Regions from separate parts of the Mus musculus genome. Here all the other regions are linked to region 1. A link is a contact called in public Hi-C and HiChIP or PLAC-seq data. All regions are on one chromosome and are shown on one strand. Each heading gives the region's core, a stretch centred on a gene start, on an enhancer-like site or on the middle of the called end of the contact. The rest is flanking DNA. Distances are from core to core; before and after follow the strand shown. Region 1 overlaps Lrrc28 (leucine rich repeat containing 28). Region 2 overlaps Mef2a (myocyte enhancer factor 2A). Region 3 overlaps Mef2a (myocyte enhancer factor 2A). Region 4 has its middle 17 kb from the start of Gm51462.

What was found. A called contact is a pair of places that touch in the nucleus more often than the background predicts. HiChIP or PLAC-seq counts read pairs in DNA pulled down with a chosen protein or histone mark.
Region 2: a contact with region 1 is called in an H3K4me3 HiChIP or PLAC-seq map of bone marrow-derived macrophages, with 4 times the contacts expected there. The contact joins two enhancer-like sites. A contact is called at or near these places in 2 of 484 Hi-C or Micro-C datasets (bone marrow-derived macrophages and nephron progenitors), 2 of 115 datasets of contacts at active chromatin or transcription factors (bone marrow-derived macrophages and effector CD8 T cells) and 2 of 9 other capture datasets (adipose tissue and liver).
Region 3: an H3K4me3 HiChIP or PLAC-seq map of bone marrow-derived macrophages shows a contact between it and region 1, with 5 times the contacts expected there. The contact joins two enhancer-like sites. A contact is called at or near these places in 4 of 15 datasets of contacts at CTCF or cohesin (CD8 T cells, the NIH/3T3 cell line, large pre-B cells and 1 more), 4 of 484 Hi-C or Micro-C datasets (bone marrow-derived macrophages, double positive thymocytes, natural killer cells and 1 more), 4 of 115 datasets of contacts at active chromatin or transcription factors (CD8 T cells, bone marrow-derived macrophages, epiblast stem cells and 1 more) and 2 of 9 other capture datasets (adipose tissue and liver).
Region 4: a contact with region 1 is called in a Hi-C map of the N1E-115 cell line, with 6 times the contacts expected there. The contact joins two enhancer-like sites. A contact is called at or near these places in 5 of 484 Hi-C or Micro-C datasets (the N1E-115 cell line, bone marrow-derived macrophages, cerebral cortex and 2 more), 1 of 115 datasets of contacts at active chromatin or transcription factors (bone marrow-derived macrophages) and 2 of 9 other capture datasets (adipose tissue and liver).

The regions. Positions count from the first base shown.
Region 1 is chr7:67,546,770-67,553,786 of GRCm38.p6, forward strand. The region is part of intron 6 of Lrrc28 (leucine rich repeat containing 28); the gene reads right to left. Among named protein-coding and RNA genes, the nearest start is that of Gm23233, 20 kb to the right of the region's middle. Within about 2 kb of position 2,397, at least 92 of the 459 cell types and tissues checked have an H3K27ac peak or open chromatin away from gene starts, as enhancers often do. A contact at or near this core is called in the N1E-115 cell line and bone marrow-derived macrophages, where this site is marked.
Region 2 is chr7:67,301,943-67,308,959 of GRCm38.p6, forward strand. All of the region lies in intron 3 of Mef2a (myocyte enhancer factor 2A), which reads right to left. Among named protein-coding and RNA genes, the nearest start is that of Mef2a, 67 kb to the right of the region's middle. Within about 2 kb of position 3,194, at least 11 of the 459 cell types and tissues checked have an H3K27ac peak or open chromatin away from gene starts, as enhancers often do. A contact at or near this core is called in bone marrow-derived macrophages, where this site is marked.
Region 3 is chr7:67,341,745-67,348,761 of GRCm38.p6, forward strand. The region is part of intron 2 of Mef2a (myocyte enhancer factor 2A); the gene reads right to left. Among named protein-coding and RNA genes, the nearest start is that of Mef2a, 28 kb to the right of the region's middle. Within about 2 kb of position 2,462, at least 4 of the 459 cell types and tissues checked have an H3K27ac peak or open chromatin away from gene starts, as enhancers often do. A contact at or near this core is called in bone marrow-derived macrophages, where this site is marked.
Region 4 is chr7:67,398,992-67,406,008 of GRCm38.p6, forward strand. No RefSeq gene overlaps it. Among named protein-coding and RNA genes, the nearest start is that of Gm51462, 17 kb to the right of the region's middle. Within about 2 kb of position 2,585, at least 8 of the 459 cell types and tissues checked have an H3K27ac peak or open chromatin away from gene starts, as enhancers often do. A contact at or near this core is called in the N1E-115 cell line, where this site is marked.

The DNA.
Region 1 (7,017 bases), core at 1,147-3,646:
TTTTCTAATTTTGTGTAAGCAAACAATTAAAAAGTGTATTTCTGTAAACCCTCCATTCCCCATTTTCTATCAGGCTCTTGAAATTTATCTTTTTCTTTATCTTTTTCTTTTTTTAGGGAAACCTCCACATCTCTGATACATATTACAAATATTTTCTTTTAGCTTGTCAGTTGTCATTTGACTTTGTTGATAAGTGTTTTCTGATTTATAAAAAATTGTAAACCAACTTCCCACCCTTCCCGTGTTAGGAAAGTTAAGACTAAACTGCACGGTGTCCTCAAGACCTTCTTGAACAGCTAGCAAGGCCATGTTTCAGTAAAACAAATGCCAAAATCCAGACAATTAAAAGGTTTTAACACAAGTTAACCAAGCTCTTCCTCCTGCCTCTGCCTCTCTCAGGATTAGTGGGGTTCCCTTTTCTCTCCTCCCCTCCCTGCTTTCTCGTTCCTTTTGTATTTATATTCATAATCCAGTTGGAATTCATTCTTATGTCTAGCATAAAATACTTTAGCATTCACCATTTATGTTTAGCCAATAATTTATTTTTCCATTTCTGAAAATTTTTTGCTTACCTTTTATACCAGAAAGAAAAAAGAAAGATCTCTAAGATGGCTTAGTAGGTGAAGGTGCTGCCAAGTCAGACGTCCCCAGTGTCACCCTCAGGACCCACACAGGAGGAGAGAACCAACTCCTGCTAGTTTTTCTCTGACCTCCACACGTGTACCATGACACATGCCCTCAGAACACTGCACATGAATAATAATAACCTCTAAGATTATCAAGAGGAAAAACTATCACCAAGTACTCAGATCCCAGACTTCCTATCTGCTGCTAAATCAAGCTGCAAACACAGAAAACAACACAATGAGAGAGAAGCACTAATGCAGAAAGCCCAGTGGCTGTGACATCGCACCATTGCTCAGGACTGTTTGTACCTCAACAAGCTCTATGGGAAAGGGCACAACACCGCCTGGTCCCCAGCTGTATCAGGTGTAAGGAGCATAGGAAAAGAATCACGTTTAATATGTAGCATAGATTTAAAGGAATAAAATATGTATGTACCAAAAAACTGAAAACTGCTCTCTTAGTGAACCACAAAATTTTACATTTACAAAACAGGTGAGGAAAAATATTAACTAATCAATATCACATTCCAGTAACAACAGAAAAGGCCTCAGAAATCCACTAAAATACCTGTTTTCTCACAATTTCTATGACAAAGGCTTTTAAACACAAGCGGAAATTTATGGAGTTTAAGACATAGAAAACTTTTAAAATAAAAACTTCATTAATAAATTATAAATGGGCTACTCACAAGTACCACATGAGTTTAATTCTAGTACTTGGGAGGCAGAGGCAGGTGGATTTCTAAGAGTTCGAGGCCAACATGAGCACGTTCTCAAAAATACAACTCCAAAATGCTAAATGGTCTATAGTCTCATATGTGCCTTTCTGAGCCCCCAAGTAGCTCAAGGAAGTCAAAGCGGAGGAGGTCCTGGCTTGGACTGGAGCCGCAGTAAGGCACAGAGCAAATTAATAATTAGGAAAGGAGAGTAGATTAGAGTCAGACAGCTTGGGCTTGAACCTTCATTCTTCTGCTTACTAGATACGTGGCCTTAGGATCTCATCGGTGTAATGGGGGAACTAAAACTATCTCCTAAGTTTGGGAAGAATGGCTAGGTTTATAAATGTGTGACGCAGGATTCTTGGAACAGAGCCTTCTCTAGTATATGACAGGTATTATTTTCATTATTATTAGTAAGTGACACACTGGGAAGTGTGGCCAATTAACAGAGAACTTTCTTTGGCATGCAGCAAGGGTACCAACCCTTTTCTATCCTTTAATTGCAAGGAACGAGCTGGAGGCTACGGCCTCTGGAGATGATGATTCATCCCTTCAAGCCAAGGACACAAAATGGGACACGACAGAGGAAGCACTTCTCTGCTCTAATATACCACAAAAGCCTCTGTGCAAATTAGATGAGGTGCCATGCAGACATCACACCACAAAGTTAAATACATACCGACACTTGCTACTTCTCCTTACACGCCTCCTCTCCTTGCTTTATGGGGAAAGATGACTAGTTAATGACTCAGAAATACTATTTGGCTACATTTCATCTTAGGGGGATCTGGCTGGCACTCCCAGAGCACTTTCGAATTCATTACATGTGCCCTAGCAGTATATACTATCTTGTGCTATAGCTGAATCAGCTGTGTTAAAGCCTATTACATGTTAATGCCACTTAATATTTCCAAGTAGTACAATCTGAGGAGGGAGGGAATGCAGGAAAGGGAGGGAAGAAAGAGGGAGAGAGGAAGAGAGGGAGAGGGAGCAAGCAATGACCTGCTCTTAGTGTGTTTGGAGTCAGGACTGCGACTGCATCCTGGCTTCCCACAGGGTAGCTGGTTCCTGCTTCCCTGATTCAGTCTCTTCCTTTGCTGTATGATAAGGATGACAATGTAATAGCTCACGGATTTGTGACTTCATGAAGCTGGTGTATATGGGGCCAAGCTTGATCGCACAGTAACAGGTGCTCAGCACACCCTGACCATTTATCTTGCTCTTCTGAGTGTAAAGAGATCAGAAAAGGAGTGTAGATCCTGAGGAGAGCCCGGCGGCTGTTTTAGCTGACACAGCACAGCCTGCTGGTCAGGGTGAGAAAGCTCCTTGTTTGGCAAGGTCCCAGCTGAGAGAGCTAGGCTCTGGCTGCCTCAGGAAAGCACGCTTTTAGCCAGCCAGAATATAGTCTGCTGCCAAAACTCCCAAGCCCAGAGGACTAGCAGTTTAAATAAATGAGCCTGAAATACGAGAATCTGCTGCATGGAAAAGCTTTGAGTCTTTTTTTATATTGTTTTACCCAGACTAACCTGAAATTCACTAAGCAGCTCAGGCTGGTGACAACTCATGACAATTCTCCTGCTTCAGCCCCTCAACTGCTAGGATTATAGTTATGAGCCCCTGTGTTTGGTTCTTACATTCTCTCTCTCATATATATACATATATATGTATATATATGTATATATGTATATATATGTGTGTGTATATATGTACATATATGTATATACACACACCTATATGAATGTAAATAAATAACACTACATATATGTTGTTTAGATTATTTAAGTGTATGAAGTTTATGTATGCATTTGTACCATGTCATGCCTGTTCTTATGGAGATCAGAAGACGGCATTGGATTCCCTGGAAGTTTATGAGTCACAGATGGCTATGAACCACTACATGGGTGCTGAGAATTGGATCCAGATCCTCTGCAAGAGCATAAGTGCTCTAAGCCATTGTACCATCACTCTGGCCCCTGGTTTCTTCGTACGTAATACAGAAACTCTTCACTAAATGATAGACTTTAGAAGAGACTACTTACCTACTAGTCAGTAAAGGTTTATTTTCTTCTGATTAATATTATTTACTTATATTATTTCACCAATACTACATGCTAAATAAAGATCATAAAAGAACATTCAAAAAACAAACAGAAAACCCTTCTTCTACCCAGGAAGCAGAAGCAGGTTGATCTCTCAGTTTAAGGCCAGACTGGTCAACATGGTGAGTTCTTGGACAACCAGGGCCATGCAAAGAGACCTTGTCTCAAAAAACTAAAATCAAACACATATCCACAAACAAATAGCAACAAAAGGGCCTTGTAAAAAAGGCTCAGTATGTGAAACTTGCAAAGCACAGAGCTATTTGTCTGCCTGTCCAGGTTTGAAAGCCACCAGTGACTGTTCAGGAGGCTATTTTCTTTGTTTTCTGGAGAGAGGGTTTCTCTGTTGTAGCCCAGGTTGGCCTGAAACTCACAGAAAGTTGCCTCCTCCTGCTTCTTGAATCCTCGGATTAAGACATGCATCAATTAAAAAATTGGATGTTTTCTTTATTTACATTTCAAATGTCATCCCCTTTCCCTGTTTCCCCTCTGCAAACCCCCATCCCATGCCCCTTCCCCTGCTTCTATGAGGATGCTCCCTGCTTACCCCCCCCCCCCCCGCCCCAACTTCTGCCTCCGGGCTCTAGCATTCCCCTATACTGGGGCATCAAGACTTCATAGGACCAAGGGCCTCTCTTCCCATTGATGTCCGACAAGGCCATCCTTTGCTACATATGCAGCTGGAGCCACTGGTCCTTCCATGTGTACTCTTTGGTTGGTGGTTTAGTCCCTGGGAGCTCTGGGGGATTTGGTTGGTTGATATTGTTGGTCCTCCTATGGGGTTGCAAACCCCTTCAGCAACATCAGTTCTTCCCCTAACTCCTCCATTGGGTTCCCTTGCCCAGTCTGATGGTTGGCTGCAAGTATTTGCCTCTGTATTGGTCAGGCTCTGGCAGAGCCTCTCAGGAGACAGTTATATCAGGCTCCTGTCAGCAAGCATTTCTTGGCATCAGCAATAGTGACTGGGTTTGATGTCTGCATATAGGATGGATCCCTGAGTGGGACAGTCCCTGGGTGGCCTTTCCTTCAGTCTCTGTTCCACTCTTTGGACCTGTACTTCTGGATTAATATTTTGGAGATGGGTGGCCCCCAACTGGGGGGCTGTGCCTAACCTCTGGATATGTTCTCTGCAGGTCCTCTCTCCCCTTTGTTGGGTTACTTTTAAAGGAATTGCACCACACCTCAAGTAGTTCCTTCTTTTACAGCCTCACAGACCAAGTGTGGGGCTTAGAAATCAGCAAAGGCTGGGAGTCCTCTACAAACCTCAGTTCTTCTTTTTATCAACACCAGGGCTCTGGCATATGCAGTCCACATGGCTGTAGGAACAAGACGCTCCTATGTGTTCCGGCTATTGCTCTCTTAATCACACAGTGTGAGCAAGCACAGAGTGATACATGCCAGAACAGAACAGGATCTGTGTTTATTACATCCTGACTAGTATAAGGTCCATTTACTTATCAAAAGATGAATAACAAAGTCTCTTAAACAAAGAGATGGGGCTAACAGAAACTGAAGCATCAAAGGAACACATCAAAACTGCCTGCTCAGAATGCTCTATCCATGTCAAGCCAACCATCACAGTTCAGTAAGTTGGATGCCCAGTACAAGAAAACACAGGAGGCCCACACAACAAATTCAGACTAATTCACAGACCATTCCAAAATGACTTTCAAAATTAAGTCAAATCACCTATATAACTCCCTAAATAACAAAGACACTTCAGCCACTTTTCTAGAACAATGAATTTCCTTTAGATGCTAACTTCTTTGAGCACAGACAGATCCATGCACCAGACCCCATTACATCGTTTACATAACCATAGTTATTCTGATGTATTCAATGTTTACAAAATAACATTTCAGGCTAGGCAAGATGGCTCAATGGGTAAAGCAGCCTGATAATCGGGATTGAATCCAGGATCCAACATGGTAAAAGAGCACCAACTCCAGCATGTTGTCCTTGGACTATGCATCTGTGTACATGCATGCACACATGCATGTGCACATGCACACACGGAGATGAATTAACCAAACACTTTCACAGTGGGTTCTCTAATCAGATGCTCCCTACTCTGTAGAACTAAGCGACTGTTGGAGTCAGGCTTCCTTGCTATTGGTTTGAACAGTTTGAATAGTCACACTCCAGGATCTCTAGTTCTCTTACACAGGTCAAGTCACAGAAACCAGGGCTAGTGACTGTGCAGGGTGTTTTGAGGCACAAAAATCAAGCCACTCTCTACTCTTTTTTACAGTCTAATATAAGAACAAAAGTAGATCAGACTGATTGGATATTTATGAAGAATTTACAGGGTGGCATGCATTTTACATGTGTCTTACAGAACTCTTACAATTGTGCTAACAAGCTACTATTACCCTATTGCTGATGGTTAGATTAAATAGCTTTCCTATGGCCAAGTCCACAAGAGTTACTAAACTGCAGAGCCTGAACTATGGATATAAGTGCCCACTTCAGCGTCACACACTCTGGACAGCTCTTTAAGGGGGGGCTCACACAGAAAACAGGTATGGTACTGCCCAGAGAGGGCATGCACATTGAAGTGACATGCCCCTGGCATTTGAGTGTGATGTCAGAGCTGGATCTGCAAGGGACAATGCCAAGGAAATAAGCAATCAACAAACACATCTTTGCTTCCTTTAAAAGTCTAGAAAACTAGTAGGTAAGTTCTGCCTCACAGATTTCAAGCAGACATATCAAGGGTGGGAAGATCTCCTTTAAGTGGAAATACCCTTGGGAGGAACACGTACTAATGACTGCCCAGCATGGTAGGGACTAGAGGACTCAAAACAACATGTTGTCTAGTTCCTTGCCAACAGCCAAGGAGCAGACGGTCTCTGCTTCGAGGTATCCTGCACTGTTGTTTGGCTGGACTCAGGCCTGTGAGTTTTGAACATAAGAACTTTAGAATGGTGTCTGATGGAAACTGCAGGTTCTTGCTTTTAAGTCAATTAACGACATCATCCAGAGGCTGCCAGCATCGCACATTCCTGTCACCGTTCTAGAATAACAAAAAGTTTTGCTGGCGAGTATCTGGCTCCAAGCTTAGCCCTCACAGCACTTAGTTTCTAGAATTTCACATCTGTATCTTCCTATGAAGAGGTGACAGGCTGTTTGTTTACTTGTTTGAGATAGGATTTTATGTAGTCCAGGATGCTGTCTCATCATGTGACTAAGAATGACCTCGAACTCCCAGTTCCCCCACCTCTGCCTTCCAAGTGCTGGGATGACAGGCGTGTGCCCCCACCTGGATTTGTTTGTTTATAACTGGTGCTTTCCATCTCAATCTCATCCCACCCCACCAAATCCTACTCAAGCTTAGCAAGAAACACATACTTGTCCAAATCTCCGCATGCTTTCTTATTACACACTAGCACAGGAAGTCAACATCTGGCCCATGCTTGTAGAAGTCACATTAAATAATCCTTGTTAATTCTCTAAGAAAATCTGAAGTAGAGCAAAGACTTGGGAGGCCGATAGAGCCCCATCATGCAACAGTAGAAAGAAAATGACTTTCATCACAAATACACAAGGGCACAATGAACATCCATTATTCAT
Region 2 (7,017 bases), core at 1,944-4,443, 240 kb before region 1:
TTCATTTTCATTAAACTCCAAAAAGTCCTTAATTTCTTTCTTTATTCCTTCCTTGACCAAGGTATCATTGAGAAGAGTGTTGTTCAGTTTCCACGTGAATGTTGGCTTTCTATTGTTTATTTTGTTATTGAAGATTAGCCTTAGTCCATGGTGATCTGATAGGATGCATGGGACAATTTCAATATTTTTGTATACGTTGAGGCTTGTTTTGTGACCAATTATGTGGTCAATTTTAGAGAAGGTACCATGAGGTGCTGAGAAGAAGGTATATCCTTTTGTTTTAGGATAAAATGTTCTGTAGATATCTGTTAAGTCCATTTGTTTCATCACTTCTGTTAGTTTCACTGTGTACCTGTTTAGTTTCTGTTTCCACGATCTGTCCATTGATGAAAGTGGTGTGTTGAAGTCTCCCACTATTATTGTGTGAGGTGCAATGTGTGCTTTGAGATTTACTAAAGTTTCTTTAATGAATGTGGCTGCCCTTGTATTTGGAGCATAGATATTCAGAATTGAGAGTTCTTCTTGGAGGATTTTACCTTTGATGAGTATGAAGTGCCCCTCCTTGTCTTTTTTGATGACTTTGGGTTGGAAGTCAATCTTATCAGATATTAGGATGGCTACTCCAGCTTGTTTCTTCATACCATTTGCTTGGAAAATTGTTTTCCAGCCTTTCATTCTGAGGTAGTGTCTATCTTTTTCTCTGAGATGAGTTTCCTGTAAGCAGCAAAATGTTGGGTCTTGTTTGTGTAGCCAGTTTGTTAATCTATGTCTTTTTATTGGAGAGTTGAGACCATTGATATTAAGAGATATTAAGGAAAAGTAATTGTTGCTTCCTGTTATTTTTGTTGTTAAAGTTGGCATTCTGTTCTTGTGGCTGTCTTCTTTTAGTTTTGTTGAGGGATTATCTTCTTGTTTTTTCTAGGGCGTGGTTCCCATCCTTGTATTGGTTTTTTTCTGTTATTATCCTTTGAAGGGCTGGATTCGTGGAGAGATAATGGGTGAATTTAGTTTTGTCGTGGAATACTTTGGTTTCTCCATCTATGGTAATTGAGAGTTTGGCTGGGTATAGTAGCCTGGGCTGGAATTTGTGTTCTCTTAGTGTCTGTATAACATCTGTCCAGGCTCTTCTGGCTTTCATAGTCTCTGGTGAAAAATCTGGTGTAATTCTGATAGGCTTGCCTTTATATGTTACTTGACCTTTTTCCCTTACTGCTTTTAGTATTCTATCTTTATTTAGTGCATTTGATGTTCTGATTATTATGTGTCGGGAGGAATTTCTTTTCTGGTCCAGTCTATTTGGAGTTCTGTAGGCTTCTTGTATGTTCATAGGCATCTCTTTCTTTAGATTTGGGAAGTTTTCTTCAATAATTTTGTTGAAGATGTTTGCTGGTCCTTTGAGTTGAAAATCTTCATTCTCATCCACTCCTATTATCCGTAGGTTTGGTCTTCTCATTGTGTCCTGGATTTCCTGGATGTTTTGAGTTAGGATCTTTTTGCATTTTCCATTTTCTTTGATTGTTGTGCCGATGTTCTCTATGAAATCTTCTGCAGCTGAGATTCTCTCTTCCATCTCTTGTATTCTGTTGCTGATGCTGGCATCTATGGTTCCAGATTTCTTTCCTAGGGTTTCTATCTCCAGCGTTGCCTCACTTTGGGTTTTCTTTATTGTGTCTACTTCCCTTTTTAGGTCTAGTATGGTTTTGTTCATTTCCATCACCTGTTTGGATGTGTTTTCCTGTTTTTCTATAAGGACTTCTACCTGTTTGGTTGTGTTTTCCTGTTTTTCTTTAAGGACTTGTAACTCTTTAGCAGTGTTCTCCTGTATTTCTTTAAGTGAGTTATTAAATTCCTTCTTTATGTCCTCTACCATCATCATGAGATATGCTTTTAAATCCAGGTCTACCTTTTCAGGTGTGTTAGGGTGCCCTGGACTGGGCGAAGTGGGCATTCTGGGTTCTGATGATGGTGAGTGGTCCTGGTTTCTGTTAGTAGGATTCTTATGTTTACCTTTCGCCATCTGGCAATCTCTGGAGTTAGTTGTTATAGTTGTCTTTGTTTAGAGATTGTTCCTCTGTTGATTTTGTTACCCTCTATCAGCAGACGTGGGAGACTAGCTCTCTCCTCTGAGTTTCAGTGGTCAGAGCAGTCTCTGCAGGCAAGCTCTCCTCTTTCAGGGAAGGTGCACAGTTATCTGGTGTTTGGACCTCCTCCTGGCTGAAGATGAAGGCCCAAAACAGGATCTTTCCCAGAAGCTGTGTTGCTTTGGCCAGGAAGGTGGCCGGTTGTCTGGAGCCGAAGATGGCGCCGCCTCAGAAGCTCTGTGGCTCTCGCCTGTCCCAGAAATGGCTGGCCTCTGTATTCCACACCGTCACCCGTGCAGCCTGCCCTCCGTGGAGTCCTGGAGCCAAGGAGGCTCCCGCCGGGGCCTGAGGCAGAAACCTCTCGGGCCGGGCGGACCCCTGTGCTCTCACCAGGAAGGTGGCCGGTTGTCTGGAGCCGGTAGTCTTGGTTCTATAAGAGAGCAGGCTGAGCAAGCCAGGTGAGGCAAGCCAGTAAAGAACACCCCTCTATGGCCTCTGCATCAGCTCCTGCTCCCTGACCTGCTTGAGTTCCAGTCCTGACTTCCTTTGGTGATGAACAGCAGCATGGAAGTGTAAGCTGAATAAACCCTTTCCTCCCCAACTTGCTTCTTGGTTTGATGTTTGTGCAGGAATGGAAGCCCTGACTAAGACAGGTTTATACATGTATTGGGGCCAGAGGTCAATGCCAAGTATCCTCTTCTGTACATTTCTATCTCTTTTTTAAGATTTATGTTTATTATATGCATGCATGTGTGTCTGTGTGGGTGTATGTGCACATAAATGTAGTACCTAAAAGCTAGATGAGAGTGTCATAACCCTTGGATCTGGAGTTACAGGTTACTGTGAACTGCCCAAAGTGAGTGCCAAGAACCAAACTCAGGCTCTCTACAAAAGAAGTGCATGCTCTTCACCACAAAACCATTTTCTCCAGCCACCCCACTACCTTCTTTGAGTGTATGTGGATGTCTACAGAGGCCAGAGAGGACACTGTATCCTCTGGAGTTGGAAATGCAAGCAGTTTTAGCTGCTCAGTGATGGTATTGAGAACTGAACTCGGGTCTTCTGGAAGAGCACAAGCACTGGTAAACAATGAGTCATCTCTCCAGTTTCGTTTAAGTCACTGTAATCACCAACTGGCTCGTGTGGCTGGCCACAAGCTCTTCAGACCTTAAGCCTGTTTCTGCTCTTTCATCACTGGGAATTACAGGCATTATTATTCCATAACTGACTTTTCTACAGATGCTGAGGATCAGAATGTTGGTCCTCATGCCTGAGCAACAAGAACTTTACTCACTTAGCCATCTCAGCCTCTCTGCTCTTCCCAAAAATACATTTTCAAAACCATTTCTTTGAAGTTACAAATCACAAAGGGTTGATACTAAAGGAAGGAGTTGGTGAATCAAAGAACTTAGCATATAACAATCTTCTCCTCTTTATTATTCCAACATAGTCCAACTTGAGTAAGCTTAGATGATGCGTTCTCAGCAATCAATTTTTAAAAATGTTTCAAATATGGCACCAAAGTTGATAAACTGAAAATTAATATGAATATAATACTTTCAAGCTTTCTAAATGCAAACTTCATTTTACCTGAAACATTTAAGTCTATTTTTAACATTAGAGAGTATTTTTTAGAATAAGAGGAATAAGAATTTCTCACAAATCTCTCATCTCTGTATATGCATGCCCTCCTGTTATCAGTATTCCCTGGCAGAATAGTACATTTATCGTAGCTCTAAGCCCACAGTGGCACACCAGTATCACTCAATCTCCATGGTTTACATCAGAGTCCACTTCTTGTACATATCTCCGGTTTGAATACATATATAACATGTATTACACATTTACATTATCATAGAACATGTTTTCACTGCCAATGACAGGCAACAACCCAATGATAGTCAACTATTTGGATCGACAACAATTTATTTCTCCGATCATGCACTGAAAGATGTACTAGTGTTGTCTAAATTTTGGCAATTAAAAAAATAAAGCTGCTATAAGCATGTATGCACAAATTTGAATAAAATTAACTATTCAACTCTTCTAGCTAAATACTAAGGAATGCAGTTTGTTAGCTGATCCTATGTTAAATAGATTTAGTCTAGTAACAGAGTGTCAGCAGCACAGTAAACTCAGATTCCAAATTTGCTGAAGCATGGGTGTAGAAAGTGTTAGAGTTATAAACTCCAGAAGAGCCAAAAGAAAACTGAAGGAAAAGAACAAAGGACTTTAAAACTTAAAATAAGCCTTCAATAATTAAGGCTATGTGGCATTGGTCAAAGGATATACCAAAAGTCATGCAACAGCAAAGAGAGCAATAGAACCACAGACACACACAGTCGACTGGTCTTTAAAAAAGAAAGTTAAAAACACTGAGAAAAGAAGCTTTAAAACAAACCATGCTGAAACAACTGCATATTTAAAAAAGAACTTCAATTATAGACCTTAAACCCACAAAAATATAACTCAAAATGGATACAAGACCTAAATATAAAATGAATTTACAAGGTTCATAAATGAATTGGGGCTTGGTTTGACACTTTTCACTTATTCTTCAAAAGATAGGGCCTCACTAAGCACCCCAGGCCGGCCTTGATTTTGACACTTCGACATAAACCTAGAACATGGGACCCCCACACACCCACACCTCAGCTTCCTGAGAGCTGCAGTTACACAGCCGCACCAGTCACCACACCCAGTCTCATCAATAACTTATTTTACTTTTGCTTTGTTAGTAACAAAACCTAAAATAATGATCTACTAAACAAGACATTTAACTGAATTTTACTGAAATTAGAAGCTTCTGCTCTATAAAAGACTATAAGAAAATAAAAAGAAAAGCCAAAGATACCTTTGGTAAACAATACTTCACACAGTACATTATCCAACATATGCAAAACATTAAAATTCAATAATAAAATTAAAAATCTGATTTTCAAATTTGTACAAAAGATATAAATAGGCAACTTATCACACAAAGGAGATACACAGAAAATTAGCATGTAAGAGAGACAGGTGAGTATATAGGTGAATACCATTATACAGATGTAGTTTTATGCTGTTTTGTTCTGAACCTAAAAATGCCATATACTTTTCTTCCTAGGAACTCTTAACCGTTGACCTAGACTAGACTAATGAAGCACTGCACTAGCTACTGAAGAACCAGGATTTCTTCTGTGAAGGCCACTGTGGACACTTCAGGGATTTCGCACAGGTATACAATTACTACAATGTACTTCTAAGTTAGAGCTGTAATCTGCTTACGCAATAGAAGAGCAACAATAAAGAAAATGCAATTTGTTTCACTTCCTCTGAAAAGTAAAAAAATTAAAGACAGTAGAGTAGTTTAGCAATTATATTAAGATAAGGTGTCAACTTTCCTTTCTTTCTGTAATGCATTTAAATAGCTACACATCTAAAAATAAGTATTTTTCTCTTAACAGAAAAGAATTTGAGATAGTCTCAAAGTCATTTTATAGTCTTATGTTTCCCAAATACAGGAAGCATAATCTATGATCATTTAAATATCCTATTGGCCAATGAACTTCTACTTAACTAAAAAATTAAAGTAGCTAATACAATATACTGTTTGAAAGACTGATTATGTAAATTGTGCCATATATCCAAACCACTTTTTATGTAATATCTGTCAATATCTATCTTAAAGATATTTTAGTTTTTTAAAGATACTTTTGTTTTCTTCTAAATATGAAACACACACACACACACAAATCTCAACATCTTGGGCCCACAAGCAAACCAGATTACTAAATTCAACCCCAAGATACAACAATGGAAGGAGAGAATTTCTAAAAGTTGTCTCCTGAATTCCATGTGTGAACTATCCTGCACATGCCATCATTTTCACACACACAAATATAAACATGCATACTAATGAATAACTTTTAAAACTATGTATTTAAATTTTCTCAACAGTTGGTATATTTGTTTACAGATAAATTTTAGGAATAACAAGAAAACAGAACACAGTGGGGGAACAAGGACAAAGAATAAAGGAGACTGGCCACAGCTTAACAATACAGATACCACACAGAGAGTTAAAACTCAGACCACAGAGAACTTCTAAGAAAAAAGCAAACAAACAAACAAAAAAACCAGTAACATAGCAGACAACTGGCAAACTACACACAGAAAAAGGTTGCTTTTCACCTTGTCAAAACAGAAAGGAAGTATCATAAAGCTGAACCAGCAACTCTCTAAATGATACCTATCACAGAAATGTTACTTGCCCACTTTTAAGGAAGTATCTTCACAAGTACATACGATTGCCATCCGAACAGTAAGAACTAGACAGCACACATGTGGAGTTTGCTATGAGTATGATAACTGAACTGATGGAATGAGTCAGATCACAAAAGCCCAGCACTAAGCCAAAGTCAGGAAACACTACCACACCATCATGTGAGAAAGTAAAGCCATTCAGATACAACACTAAAACAATATGCTTTCAATGAATTCATGTTAAGGAAAACAACGTGAATGAGTGATCACCTTTGTAAGGAAAAGATGAACAGGTCTACGGAAATATTAGACTAATATCTCATTTTCTTTTACAACTAAAAGTATCTGTAGCAAATATGCCAGGACCGAAATTACTTCCAAATAATGAACACAACAATTTTTGTGCCATTATTCTCTATATTCAACCTTTGAAAAAAAATTTAGTGTTTTTCTTCCTAAGTCTATGAAGGTACCTACATCTCAATAAGCAGAAATACATATCAAGCAGTAGAAGCTGCAGGTGATCTCAAGCAAGGTTACTGGCTAACATTTATAGGACAAAGAACTATACTTTTATAAATAGTACTCAGCAACTAAACTGCAGAAAACACAAACTGAGGGGTTAGTGCAATGCTAGCAAAGGCACTTTATATACAAATCTAAGAACCTGACTTCAATCCCTACAATCCAC
Region 3 (7,017 bases), core at 1,212-3,711, 200 kb before region 1:
TTCATATTGTGTATAAGTAAATACTAAAAATTACATTACTATTTAATTAACATAAAAATTATGAAAACACTTTAAACACTTTTGAGAGCTTATATAATGGGGGCATAGAGGCTAGCTGGGATTTTTTTGAATTGTGTTGAATCTGTTGATCACTGAAAGTGATATAATTTTAACATTGACCATAATACCAGCTCATATGTAGTATATTACTGCATCTATCTGATGTTTTTAAAATCTCTTTCAGTGACATACTACAATAGAGGTTTGTAGTTTTCAGGATAGAGGTGTTCCACTCAGTTTTGTTTTAAGCAGTGCCAGGCTTTCTAAATAACCAAGACTGATCTGAGCTTCCCTCCTGAGCCCCACTGCTGGGATTATAGACATGGACCATCACTCTTAGTTAATATCCTGTTGAGCCCCATTTTGGCCCTGGTTTGGGCCTTGAAGACAAACCCAAGCCTGGCTCGAATTTTGAGACCTGTCTCAATCACTTCTGAATCGGGTGACTCAGCAAAACTTTTTAGCCCTGCCTCTGCCCTACCATTGCTGACGTAGAGCTTTGCCATTGGTCCTGTCAGTCACTCCATACCCTGTCACCCTTCCCCACCTCCTATGCTATCTTACCCCACCAAAAATCCCCCTCCCTATGTTCAGAACTTATATAAACAAGAGACTGATGCCATGAAGTTAAGTTTCTGCTTCTACAAGACTCCCAGTTCGGTCTTTCTTTTGGGCTGTCAACATTCGACATCCCCCTCAGCCCTGGAGAAACCCCAGTGGGACCAGGACCTCTCGTCTGGACCTCCTGGCAAGGAGTCGGCAATGTCCTACTTCTTTCTTTTATTAATATATTCCAAAGTAACTTATTATCATTAGAAAACTTATTGCAACTAAGCACAATTATATTGGATTCTCTAAACACAAACACTCAACTTACAAGGGACTAAATCCTGAAAAATCCCATCATCAATTGAAACTAAGTAAAAAATGTTTATCTGACCTTTGAAGACCACAGCCCAGCCTAGCCTAGCCTAGCTTAAAACACCCCAAAAACATGTATGACAATTGGGCAAATCCAGACCTCTAGTCTGCTGTGCCAGGTGAGGAAAAGCTGTTTTCCTCCCCTTCCTCACTGGTGATCTATGGCACATGGAGAGCTGGCCCCAGGGTCATTAGAATGGGAAAATTGGCCATGTCCTTCACTATCTGCAACACTTGGAAGAGCAGGCTCCGCACCTTGCCTGGGCAGCAGAGTAGGGCTGATCCTGGTTTCAGGGGGGTTGGGGTGGTGGTGCTGGTGAGCTGGCCCAGAGGTTGTGGAAGCAGATCCAACAAGCTGATGAGCTCAGGTTCTTTTAATTGGCCCACCTCAGCATCTATCCTATCAATTTAAATGCTGGAGTACTGGTCCTAAAAATCCAAAACTAGAGGATCTCCATGACACAGGGCAAGAAAGAATATACAAGAAGAGTTCCTTTGAGGTTCCAGTATGAATAGAGTAAACCAGACCAATAAATCACTGCAATGAGCATTTGCAAGCAAAGAAATTGCTTCCACAACGAGATGGAGTTTTTTTGTTGTTGTTTTTTGTTTTATTCTCTGTTGTGGGGAAGATTGCAAAAGTAAAGGGCAGGTACGGGGATGAGGTAGATGAGTGGGATTAGGGTAAATGGAACCAATAAAAAAGTTAAAAAAACAAACAAACCCTTAAGAGCATCAGTATTCCTAAGACATCAGTACCTTTCTCAACAGTCAACCCTCCTTTACCTCAAAAGGAGACCATTTTCCTGATTATTTTGGTAGTAATACACAGTAACTCAGTCTTTAGTGAGTTCTCATAACTAAGTATCCTTCAAAACAAGTATTACTAATCACTTAAATCTCAGTTCCTCTACTACAGTTATCACAGACTCTTTGCGGTATTTTCTTGATTAGTAATAGGCTAAGAATCTCTTTGCCTGCTTTGTAAATATTTAGATTTTCTTTATGGGGTGCTTGTCCAAGTCTCTTTTCCTTCTTTCACTGAACTGTCCATGATTGACAAGAGTGCTCTGAATCTTTGGATTTGGCCCTTTTGTCTGCTAAATGTATTAAAATTATCTCTATATTTTCCTATAGAAGCTTCCAACTGTTTTATAGTTTTGCCTTCTAATTAAAAATGAATAATCTGTCTTTGCTTTCTGCATTGTAGAAAATAAGAAAATAAGGTACTTCTTTTTCCAAATAGATTATCAATTATTTCATTTTTAGTTACTGAACAATTCTTTACTCTGCTGTTATAATTTCTGTCCTAAAGCAAATGTCTATATGCACATGGATCCTTTTCTAGGCTTTTGCTTCCTTTTTGTTTAACACAGTATTTTTTATTTTATGGAATTAATCATTGCATAAGCTTAAAACATCTGACTCACTTGATATGATAATCCTTCCTCAAAAATGTCAAACTGTTAAGATCCAGCATCCATGTGTATATGCTTGCTGCCCAGCCAGCATGCACATAAGCACCAGCATACCCACAAATATAATCATACACATACAGGCTCCATCTCCTACACATTTTAAAAAACATGATTACAAAGAAATTTAGTATGCTTGGAAAGATACGGATTCAGGAGTTGGTAAAGTGCTTATTTTGTAAGCATAAGGACCTGAATTTGATCCCCACCACCCAAGTAAAAGGCTAGGCATGGTGCTCACATTCCTAATCCCAGAGCTGAGGAGGCATAAACAAGCGGATCCCTGAGGCTTAGTGGATGACAGTCAGCCTAGCCTAACAGGTGAGCCACAGGTCCCAAAGAAAAACAAAGTGAATGGATGGCTCTTAAGAAACAACACCCAAGGCTGACCAATGACCTCTACTCACATATGCACATGTGCACCCCCACCAGCATACATATGCATGAAGGAGAAACAGAAGTAAAACTTGGAAGAAAAAATAACTATGCTAATAAGTTTGAAACCATCTTGGATGATAGATACTTCTGGAGTAAAACAGTGATCTCAGACTCTCATATTTGCCATACAAATAAGTCACAGAAAAAAAGAAAACTGAAAATAAGAATGAGTGGTGGTATCAGTAGCAATGAAGACAATTCAAATACATTTTCATTTGCAAGGAAAAGACTAGAATAAATGGAGTATTTAAGAAATAATAGCCAATGGGGCTGGTGAGATGGCTCAGTGGTTAAGAGCACTGACTGCTCTTCCAAAGGTCCTGAGTTCAATTCCCAGCAACCACATGGTGGCTCACAACCATCTGTAATGAGATCTGACTCCCTCTTCTGGAGTGTCTGAAGACAGCTACAGTGTACTTACATATAATAATAAATAAATAAATCTTTAAAAAAAGAAATAATAGTCAAAACATTTCTACATTTAATTTTTTTTAAAAAGCTAAGCAAAGTCATCTCCAAGAAAACCATCCAAAATACAACACAATCAAATTACTAAACCTCAGTAATAGTTCCCCCCTCCCCTGCCAACCTTTCTAAGACAGGATCTGTCAGGCAAGGCATGCTTGAAACTCACTATGTACTTCAAGCTGACCTCAAACTCAAAGTAGTCTTCCTGCCTCAGCCTCCTGAGATCTGAATTATCAGTGTGCGCCACCACATCTCTCTTTTTAAGTCTTTTTTCTTTTACTTTCTTTTTTTTTATTTTGGTATTTATTTTATTTACATTTCCAATGCTATCCCAAAAGTCTCCCACCCACTCTCCCACCCACTCCCACTTCTTGGCCTTGGAGTTCCCCTGTACTGAGGCAGATAAAGTTTGCACAACCTATGGGCCTCTCTTTCCACTGATGGCCGACTAGGCCGTCTTCTGATACATATGCAGCTAGAGACACGAGCTCTGGGGGTTACTGGGTAGTTCATATTGTTGTTCTACCTATAGGGTTGCAGATCCCTTTAGCTCCTTAGTTACTTTCTCTAGCTCCTTCATTGGGGGCCCTGTGATCCATCCAATAGCTGACTCTGAGCATCCACTTCTGTGTTTGCTAGGCCCGGGCATAGTCTCACAAGAGACAGCAATATCTGGGTCCTTTCAGCAAAATCTTGCTAGTGTATGCAATGGTGTCAGCATTTGGAGGCTGATTATGGGATGGATCACTAGATATGGCAGTCTCTAGATGGTCTATCCTTTCGTCTCAGCTCCAAACTGTGTCTCTGTAACAACTTCCATGGGTGTTTTGTTCCCAATTCTAAGAAGGGGCAAAGTGTCCACACTTTGGTCTTCGTTCTTCTTGAGTTTCATGTGTTTAGCAAATTATATCTTATATCTTGGGTATTCTAAGTTTCTGGGCTAATATCCACTTATCAGTGAGTACATATTGTGTGAGTTCTTTTGTGATTGGGTTACCTCACTCAGGTTGATGCCCTCCAGGTCCATCCATTTGCCTAGGAATTTCATAAATTCATTCTTTTTAATAGCTGAGTAGTACTCCATTGTGTAAATGTACCACATTTTCTGTATCCATTCCTCTGTTGAGGGGCATCTGGGTTCTTTCCAGCTTCTGGCTATTATAAATAAGGCTGCTATGAACATAGTGGAGCATGTGTCCTTCTTACCGGTTGGAACATCTTTTGGATATATGACCAGGAGAGGTATTGCGGGATCCTCTGGTAGTACTAAAAGACTCTGTAGCTATGGCTGGCTCAGGGGTTAGGAGCACTGAATGTTCTTACAAAGAACCAGAGCTGGGTTTGCTTCCCAGCACCCACGTGGCAGCTTACAATCATCCCTAGCTCAGTTCCAGGGGATCTGGTGCCATCTTCTGGAATCCATCAGCATCAGACACACATGCAGTGTACTTACATATCCCAAGTAAAACACTCAAAATAAAAATACAAGTCTTACAAACAACCAAAAGGTGGAAAAAAAAAAAAAGGAAAGTTTGCACATAAAAAGAATAATAGGATTTCTGTGAGGTACTACAGAAATCATTTCTGTAACTATCTCATAACCTACTACAGAGTTAATGAAGGTCATTTTATGGCCAAAAAAAAAAAGCCAATTCCTCCTAAAAGACACTAAATAGTCATATGTATCCAATAATAGAGCTTCAAAATACATGAGCCAAGAAGTGAAAGAGAAACAAATCCAGTTATCATATTCAATTATTAGAACAACCAGAACATCAGGGTGTAAGCTTCAAGAGTTAAAAAAGAAAACTACTCAAGTAATTTGACCTATCGATTTTAGAGATTTCTACTCAAACACAGTCTTCTTGGCACACATTAAAACAATCGCCAACACAGTCCATTTTCTATGCCTTCTCATAAATGTCAGAAAGTTCACAAAATGTCAAACAATGCATGTTCTGATTAAATCAGTGCCCTATAAAGAAATACATCTGTAAATTTACACAAATATCTGGAAAGTAAATAGAAAAAACTCACAATGGAAAATCCATATGTTATAATTCAATGTAAATAACCATGTGACACAAGGAAGAATATGAAAACACAGAAACTCAAGATTAAATGTGTATTCATATACAAGCAAAGCCTATTCTTAAACCTACATTAAAACCTTTTTATGGGCTGGAGGGTTAGCTAGGTGGTAGAGCAGCTGCCTAACACAAACGAGGGGCTAAGTTTAATCTCCAGCACTCTTAATCATTTCTTAACTCCAACTCTCCTCTAAGGAAAAAAAAAAAAAAATAGAAAGGAACTTGAATACTTCACAAACATTCCGAGAGAAACCTGCATTGATCTGATCTTTAAAAAATTTTTTTAAAAAATTTAAAAAAAGCTAAAAAGAACAGGAGCTGGAGTAATGGCTCAGGGGCTAAGTACTTGCTCTGAAATCATGAGGACTGGCATTTGAAACCTAGCATCCATAGAGCAAGCATCATCCCAAAGTAAAAAACAGGAATGATGAAGCTTGCTGCTGCTCAAGCTAGGCACACATTCAGGGAAGAGATATGCCTCATATGAATGAATTTAAACTGACAGATGAAGCCATCGGATGGCCTTTTCTGGCCTCTGCTTAGGCACACAGGTGTGCACACACGCGCGCACACACACACACACACACAGACTTTAAAAAAATTACAAAAAAATTTCTACAAACCAAGGGGTCTTTTATAAACACAAAAGAAACCAGGTGGTAGGGTAGCATGCCTTTAGTGCCAGCACTTGGGAGGCACAGGCAGTAGGGAATCTCTGTGAGTTCAAGTCCAGCCTGGTCTACAGAGCAAGTTTCAGGACAGCCAGGATTTCACAGAGAAGCCCAGTCTTGAAAGTCCAAAAAAAATCAGAAAAAGATAACATCTGGGGGAGGGGGTGCTGGCAGGAGGGGAAATCAAAATGCAATCAAGATTGTAATATATGAGAGAAAAATAAAAGTAAATAAACACAAAAAAAGAGTTAAATTTTATAAATGAAACCAGTAATATACAATGATAACCAAATAGGGATTACCTCAAAAATTCATGATTAGTTGTTTAATGTTTAAAATTAATGTAGCTGACAATCACATTGAAATATTCAAAAAGAAAAAAGAAATAAAAACATCATCTCAATAAATTAAAAACAACAACAAAAACCCCACAGCTAACAAAATTCTACCACCCATTCACAATAAGGAAAGAATGATCAACAGAAGCTGGTAAAAAGGCTGAAGGTGTTCAACATATGATCAGGAATAAGAGAGGGATGTTAGTTCTTACCATCTCTAGTCAACACCTCTCTGGGATGGTTAGTCACCAAAATAAAGAATGCAAAAGAAACAGACATAAAATTAAAAGAGAGGAAGAAATAATCTTGGCCACAGAAAAAAGATGATCTACACAGACTATCTGAAGGAATCACCAAGTTTATAGATGGACAAATTACAGAATCTTACATAGGTATCAAGTGTGGGTCACTATTATTAGCAACAAACTGTTAGAAACTAACACTAACATAAAAAGTCATTAGTGATTAATGAAATAAATAGGTATAAAACCTTTGCATTGACAACCAAAAATACTGTTGAGATAGACTTTAAAAGAAGACTTAAATAGGAAAAGAT
Region 4 (7,017 bases), core at 1,335-3,834, 150 kb before region 1:
TCTAAATGATCTCTAATTCTTCTAACATTGACTATATGGGAAATGTGATGCACATTGCTGCTACAGTGTGTTCTTAGGCAGCAATGACAAGAAAAAGCTGTGCACATGTTCAGTACAGACGTGGTTTAAAAACATGTTTTTTGAATCATGATTGGTTGGATCTGTTGATACAGAACTTAGACCTAGAAAGCCTGACTATATATGCTTTGTTTTCCTTTATACTAGCACATTTGAAATAATGTTATAAATTAACACAGTGAGGAATTGAGAATGATTAATAAAAAGTAGACAATTGTAACACTGCACAAGTTCAGCAAATGTGAACATCATCTGCAATGCACACGTGGAGGTCAGAGGGAAACAGGAATCTGTCCTCTCCTTCCATAGGCTGGGTCCTGGGGATTGAGTTCAGGTCCTCAGGCTTATCAGCAAATACCTCTGCCCACCGATCCATCTCACCACCCTTCTCTGAAAGTGGCTTATTGTACCATACTTCTCTCTTTTGTTGACCACTAGTGATTAAGACTACTCCCTCCCCCAGGTCAGGGAGAGCTACTGTAGAAGGCCCTGGAGGCACTGGCACCATCATTTTGCTTACTGGAGTTTCCCCTAACACCAGTAGCTGCCTTTCAAGCCAACCGAGTGCATGCTACTCTTACTGCAGACCAAGAGAAGGCGAGAGTTTTGATTCTGACAAATGTCCTTACTGTCAACCAGAGGAGCTCACACACTCACCTGCTCAGCCAGCCTGTGTGGAATGGACTGGAATGACATAAAAACCAATGCAGAGTAAATAACCAAACCTCCAGAAAAGCCAAGAAAACCAAATCTTGCTGATAGCATTAAGACCTAGAGAGGAGTGTGCCTACAAAAAGACTCATTTGAAATCAGAAACAAGAGGGAGACAAATTTTCTCTGACCAGTGGATTCATAAACACTGTTTTACCTTAGAGGTATCTCCTTAGGACAAAGCCCCAAAGAGAAAAAAAAATGCTGCTCAGATAAAAAATCCAATGTTCTTATTTTATTTCATTTTGCCATCTTGCTTTCCCAGATATTTTCTATCCAATTTGATTGAACAAGGAAAGTTTCATCTTCACACAAAAAGTATGAGGAAGAGGAGGAGGAAGAGGAGAGAAGGAAGGAGGGAAGGAAAGAGGGAGGGAGAGAGTAAAAGGAAGGATGGAAGGAAGGAAGGGAGGGAGGGAGGGAGGGAGGGAGGGAGGAAGGAAGGAAGGAAGGAAGGAAGGAAGGAAGGAAGGAAGGAAGTGGTCCCCATCTTTAATGGTTCAATTTGCAGTCACTGACTTCATGATGGTGTGAAAGGGACATGTGTACAGCAATAGAAACCATCCTTTGAAGTTTGAATGTCTCCTTTTTCTGGGACAGAGATCTGGCACGGACACCCTCTGACAATGGCAGGCAGGAGCAGAGGGCAACAGGTCTCAGGCAGCTGCAATGTTCACAACAGTACTATAGTACACTGTGTTGTCGCTATGCTTCTAGCTAGGTATTTAATCTGTTACATGAGTCTGTCAATATTTTATAATAAATCAGGCTTTGTGTTAGATGAGTTTGGCCATGTTTAGGCTAGTGTGAGTGTTCAGGGCATGCTTAGCAAGCTATGTGCATTTATGACACTCAGCACATTAGATTTAGTGAATGCATTTCTACTTAGACTATTTTCACATTGCATTGGGTCCCTCAGGACTTAACGCTGCTGTACATCAAGGAGAATCTGTACAGCATATGGATCTGGCCACAGGCTTTGATCATTTAAATTACAGTTATAGTGGGCACATAAAATACCTGAAATCAATGGCTGGAGAAATGGCTCAGTGGCTGCTTTTCCACTCCCTGATTTGGTTCCCAGCACCCACACAGCAGTTCACAACCATTTGTAATTCCAGTCCCTAGGACCTGATCTTTAGGATCAGGTCTTTTTCTTTTTTTTTTTTTTCTGGTCTTTTTGGATACCAGCTATGGTGAATAGACATGCAAACAAAACATCCATACATATAAACTTAAATTAAAAGGAAATTTTAAATACATGAAATCAAATATTTCTAATTTGTAAATTAGCAATCCCTTGGCTGATTAGAGAATGGGTATAATTATGGCAAAATAATTTTTACCTGGGTGACAATCTGAGGAACCCAAAACTCCAATTTTCTGCTTTTTGTTTTCTGTGCTATGCCAGAAAAAGGGGGGGGGGGGTTGTCCTTTGCTTTTATTGGATACTTTAAAAGTATTGCCACATACTTTAATATAGCAACAGATAAAGCAAAGAAGTTGGATGCCCAATGTTTCATTCATGAAATTTTTATTAGTAATTATAGTAATTAACACAAAACACGTGGTTCCACTTCTGGTCATGATGCTGTGCAGGTGCTGTGCAGTCTTTGTATCTTTCTATAGACTATAGAAAATCAGACCAAATATATGGAATGACAGTTTTTAAGATATCACAATAGGCCATGCAGACATGTGATTCTCAAGATAAACAAATGAAATCAGCACTAAAGATTGCCCTAGTTTGCAGCTGAGAGGCCAGTGTCAGGCTGCAGTGTGAGGAGGGCAGATCCCTAGAGAGCCAAGTGGTGTCGCTGAGTTAGACTAAGAATTTCCAGAGCCAGAGAGAGGAACTGGATAGATAAAAGGCCCTGAACACGGCGGGGGGGGGGGGTATTTGGTTGAGATTTCCTCTGTACATGTATGAAAAGAAACTATTCAAGTCCCGAAGTAACATTATTCCGTTAGAGACTGAATGTGTCTCTGAAAAATTCATGTTGAAGGCCTACCCAACTGCAGTGTATCTGCACTTGGAATAAGAAAGTAATTAGGTTAAATGGGATGATAATGATGCAGCTCTCACCCTCTAGAATCACTGTCATTACAAGGACTAGGAGAGCTCTCCTAATGCAGTTTGTCCATATAATATGGAAAAGCCATGTGAGGACGAAGCACAAAGATGGCACAAAGCCAGAAAGAGAGCCCTTGCCCTGGGACTTCTGTTTTCCAGAACTCTGAGAAATACTTTTCTGCTATTTAAGTCACCCAGTGGGTGACATTTTGTCATGCCAACAATAAACAGATTAATATAGCAGTACTCAAGACAGTTCATGGAGATAGCACGGGATCGGGGCTGGTTCATGGTCTCCCCACCCATCATGGTGTTTAAGGCACAGAGCACTGGGTAGTGATGGGGCTAACTTGTCTTAAGCCTCTGTCATCTTTCCTCTGAGACCTAAGACTGAGCTTGAAAAGGTCAGCTGTCCTAATTCTCAGCATTCAGAAAGTATCAGTTATGAATAGAATTAGGAAAATGTGTTTCCATAATAAGAACAAAAACCCTTAGATGTTAAGCAGCCATATTGTGGAGATTTCATGACATCCTAGTGCTATGGCTACTTGAACAAGATCAGAACAATGACCATACCAGTTGCTGTTCCAACGTGGATGGGGAAATCTTGAGACCCCACCCCTGGATAAAGAGCTACAGGCTTCTTATGTCCGTGCTTCTACGAAGGCAGCAGGGACAGGCTGTGGGCGCAGAAGAAGGTGGAGCTCCGCATGCCTGACTGACCTTGCTGCCCTCGCTGCCTCTTGCTCTGTGCCTCTTTCTGTTTAGCTATCAGATGTCTTCACATAGTGTTCTCACCATGTAACAGATGAAGAAACTCCACAAATAAGTAACGCCCAAGAGCAGCAAGTACAGAAGAGTGGGCACAGCACACCACACCACCTTAGAAAGACAGGAAGCTGGAAAATATACATGTCTGCTTGATTTCCAAAGATACACAAGTTACAGAAAATGAAGGAATGTGTGGAAATGTGTTCAAGAGAAGCTCTCTCCTCCTTTTTAATAGCCCTGAGTTTTGGTCTACATAAATAGCTCCCATATTTAAAAGTATTTAAATTGAAGCAAAATGATGGAGGGAATTAAAGCAGAACATGGGTCTACAAACACTATAGCCAACTGATAACATGTATCTGGGAAAAAATGATTATTTCAAGTAACTGAAGCTCACCAGAGGTGAGCTAGAAATTTACATGAACATTAAAGTTGTAAAAACAAGCAACAGAATTATGGTGCAATGTAAGCACAGTGGAAAAGCCCTGACCAAAGGTCTTTCGTCCTACTTGACTCTTTTTTAAAATTTATTTATCTATTCACTTTATAACCCAATATTAGCCCTTCCTCTTCTTCCAGTACCCCCTCATGCAAGTCTCCCCTATTCCACCTTCACTTTCTCCTTTGAGCAGGGGAAGCCCCCCTCTGAGTGTCACCCCACCACCACCTAACACTCCCCCATACACATACATCATGTCACTGCAGGACTAGGTGCATCCTCTCCCACTAAGGCCAGACAAGGTGGTCTATTTAGGGGCATTAGATCCACATGCAGTCAGGTGACAGGTTCAGGGACAGCCTCAGCTCCAGTTATTGGAGAATCATCATGAAGACCAAGCTGTTCATCTGCTGCTGAAGTGTGGGGGCCTAGGTCTAGCCTGTGCTTGCTCTTTGGTTGGTGATTGAATCTCTCAAAGCCCCCAAGGGTCTGGGTTAGTTGACTTTGTTGGTTTTCCTGTGGAGTCCCTGTCCTGCCCGGGTCCCTCAATCCTTCTCTCAACTCTTCTGTAAGAATCCTGAGTCCCATCTAATGTTTGGGTCTCTGCATCTTTTTCCATTGGCTGCTGTGTGGAGCCTCTCAGAGGACAGTTATGCCAGGCTCCTGTTTGCAAGTATAACAGAGTATCATTAATAGTGTCGGGGACTGGTTCTTGCCTGTGAGATGGGTCTCAATTTGTGGCAGTCATTAGTTGGCCATTCCCTTAGTCTCTGCTCCATCTTTGTTCCTGCACATCTTGTAGGCAGGACACATTTTGGGTTGAAGGTTTTGTGGGTGGGTTTCATCCTTAGCCCTCCACTGGGAGTCCTGCCTGCCTATAGGAAGTGGCCCTACCTGACTCTTTTAGACAAAGGTCTTCCTTTACAACTCTTTTTTTTGGGGGTGGGGTTGTTGTTGTTTTGTTTTGTTTTGTTTTTCGAGACAGGGTTTCTCTGTATAGCCCTGGCTGTCCTGGAATCCACTCTGTAGACCAGGCTGGCCTTGAACTCAGAAATCCGCCTGCCCCTGCCTCCCAAGTGCTAGGATTAAAGGCGTGAGACACCACGCCCGGCCCTTTACAACTCTTGCTTTTCTGTGTAAATCAAAAATTTATCAGTAAATAGCAACATGGGCTGTCATTTTGATGACCATTTGCTAAATAAAGAATTTGTCATAGCATGGTGCCAATGCAAATATTGAAAAGGTATTTAATTAATCTAATGAGCTGATTGGCACAGTGGAGAGGAGATTCCGGAAGCTCTTGCTGTGCTGACTCAGCATGAATTTGAGCTGCAGTCGTTAGTTAATTTCTTATACTCAAGACAGAATCTTCATAAGAACCAATAAAAGATGTGTGTTTAATTTTCAGTGTTGAGCATTTGGGGTAAAGGGGCTATAATTTCATGTTTTTAAAAAAGTCCTTTGGGGACATCAGTGGATACAAATAATATGTAGTTGTTGAAAAACAATCTTAAATGGAAAATAACTGCTTATAAACTAAATACTTGCTCAAGTTATTGTATATATTTGGTGACTGCAAACAAACCATGGTAAATCCTAACTCACGTCTGTCCAGCACTATTCAAGTAAATGGCAGAAAGCTTGCTTATACTTGAGTCAAAAGGACCAGAAGATTTTTAACCTGGCATTGTTTGTTGTTATCAGACATGAATGATTGTTTCTTTTTCAAGACAGGGTTTCTCTGTATAGCCTTTGCTGTCCTGGAACTCACTCTGCAGACCAGACTGTCCTCGAACTCAGAGGTCCATGTGCCTTTGCCTCCTGAGTGCTGGGATTAAAGGTGTGTGCCACCACTACCCAGATAGATTTGAACATTTTACTTTCCAAATGTTTGAATAAAGTTAGTTAGCATTGAACAACGTATTTTTTTCTATTTTTGATATTTTAAAAGACATTTGATTAAGCCAATCATAGTGGCACATGACTTGAATCCCATCATTTGGGAGACAGAGGCAGGAGAATTGCTATCTGAGGTCAGCCTGGTCTGTACAGTGAGTTACAGGACCACAAGAGCTACACAGTGAGAGCCTGCCTTTTTTAAAAAAGACATTTGACTTTTTAGAGCAAAAATAAAACTAACATATTGTGGATTTGATCTATATGTAAAAAATACAATGATAGTTACAACATAAAGGTAAAGAGAACTGAATGGACACTGCACTGTCAAAGGGTCATGTGTTGCGCCCATTCAGGCATCATTCGTGAACCCCAAAAGACCACCAAGGAGCCGATTCCGATGCAATTGCACTTGGGTCTTTATTCAGTTTTGAGTTTCGGCTCACCGCCTTCACTGATGCAGTGGGACAGGAGGGTGAAGCTCCGTGGCCAGTTTCAAGCAGCGTTTATGGAGGCAGGCAAACAAGCAAGGGAATGTTCAGCTTGGCACACATCTGATTGGGGCGCTATTGTGGAATTTGCTGCCCTTTAGAATGATTGGCTGGTGCTGGGAGTCAAATCATAAACTACCATGAGTAAATATATTTAGGTACAACTGTAACTTCTGCTTTCCTCCTGATTGGTGGTTATTAGTGACCTGGAAACTAATGCTAGGTGCAAGCTTATTGGTTAACTCGAGTTCAACCATAGGTCAGGTTCTCTGAGATGTAAGCTGAACCCAAGATGGAGTCGGTCTGGTCTCTCACGTGTACTATATAAATTATAAAATGCTATTTGGAATAAAATGAAGATAATTCAATATATAAATGTGCATGCTATGAATATATAAAAGTACATATTTCACATATCCTATATGCATATCTACATATATTGTTAAACCCTAGAGTAGCCACTGAAAAAATAAAATCAAGAGGTGCAATTGATAAGATGACCATGGAAATATAACAGGATTAGAAATATTAGTCTAGGTGCTAGCCACATGGCTCAG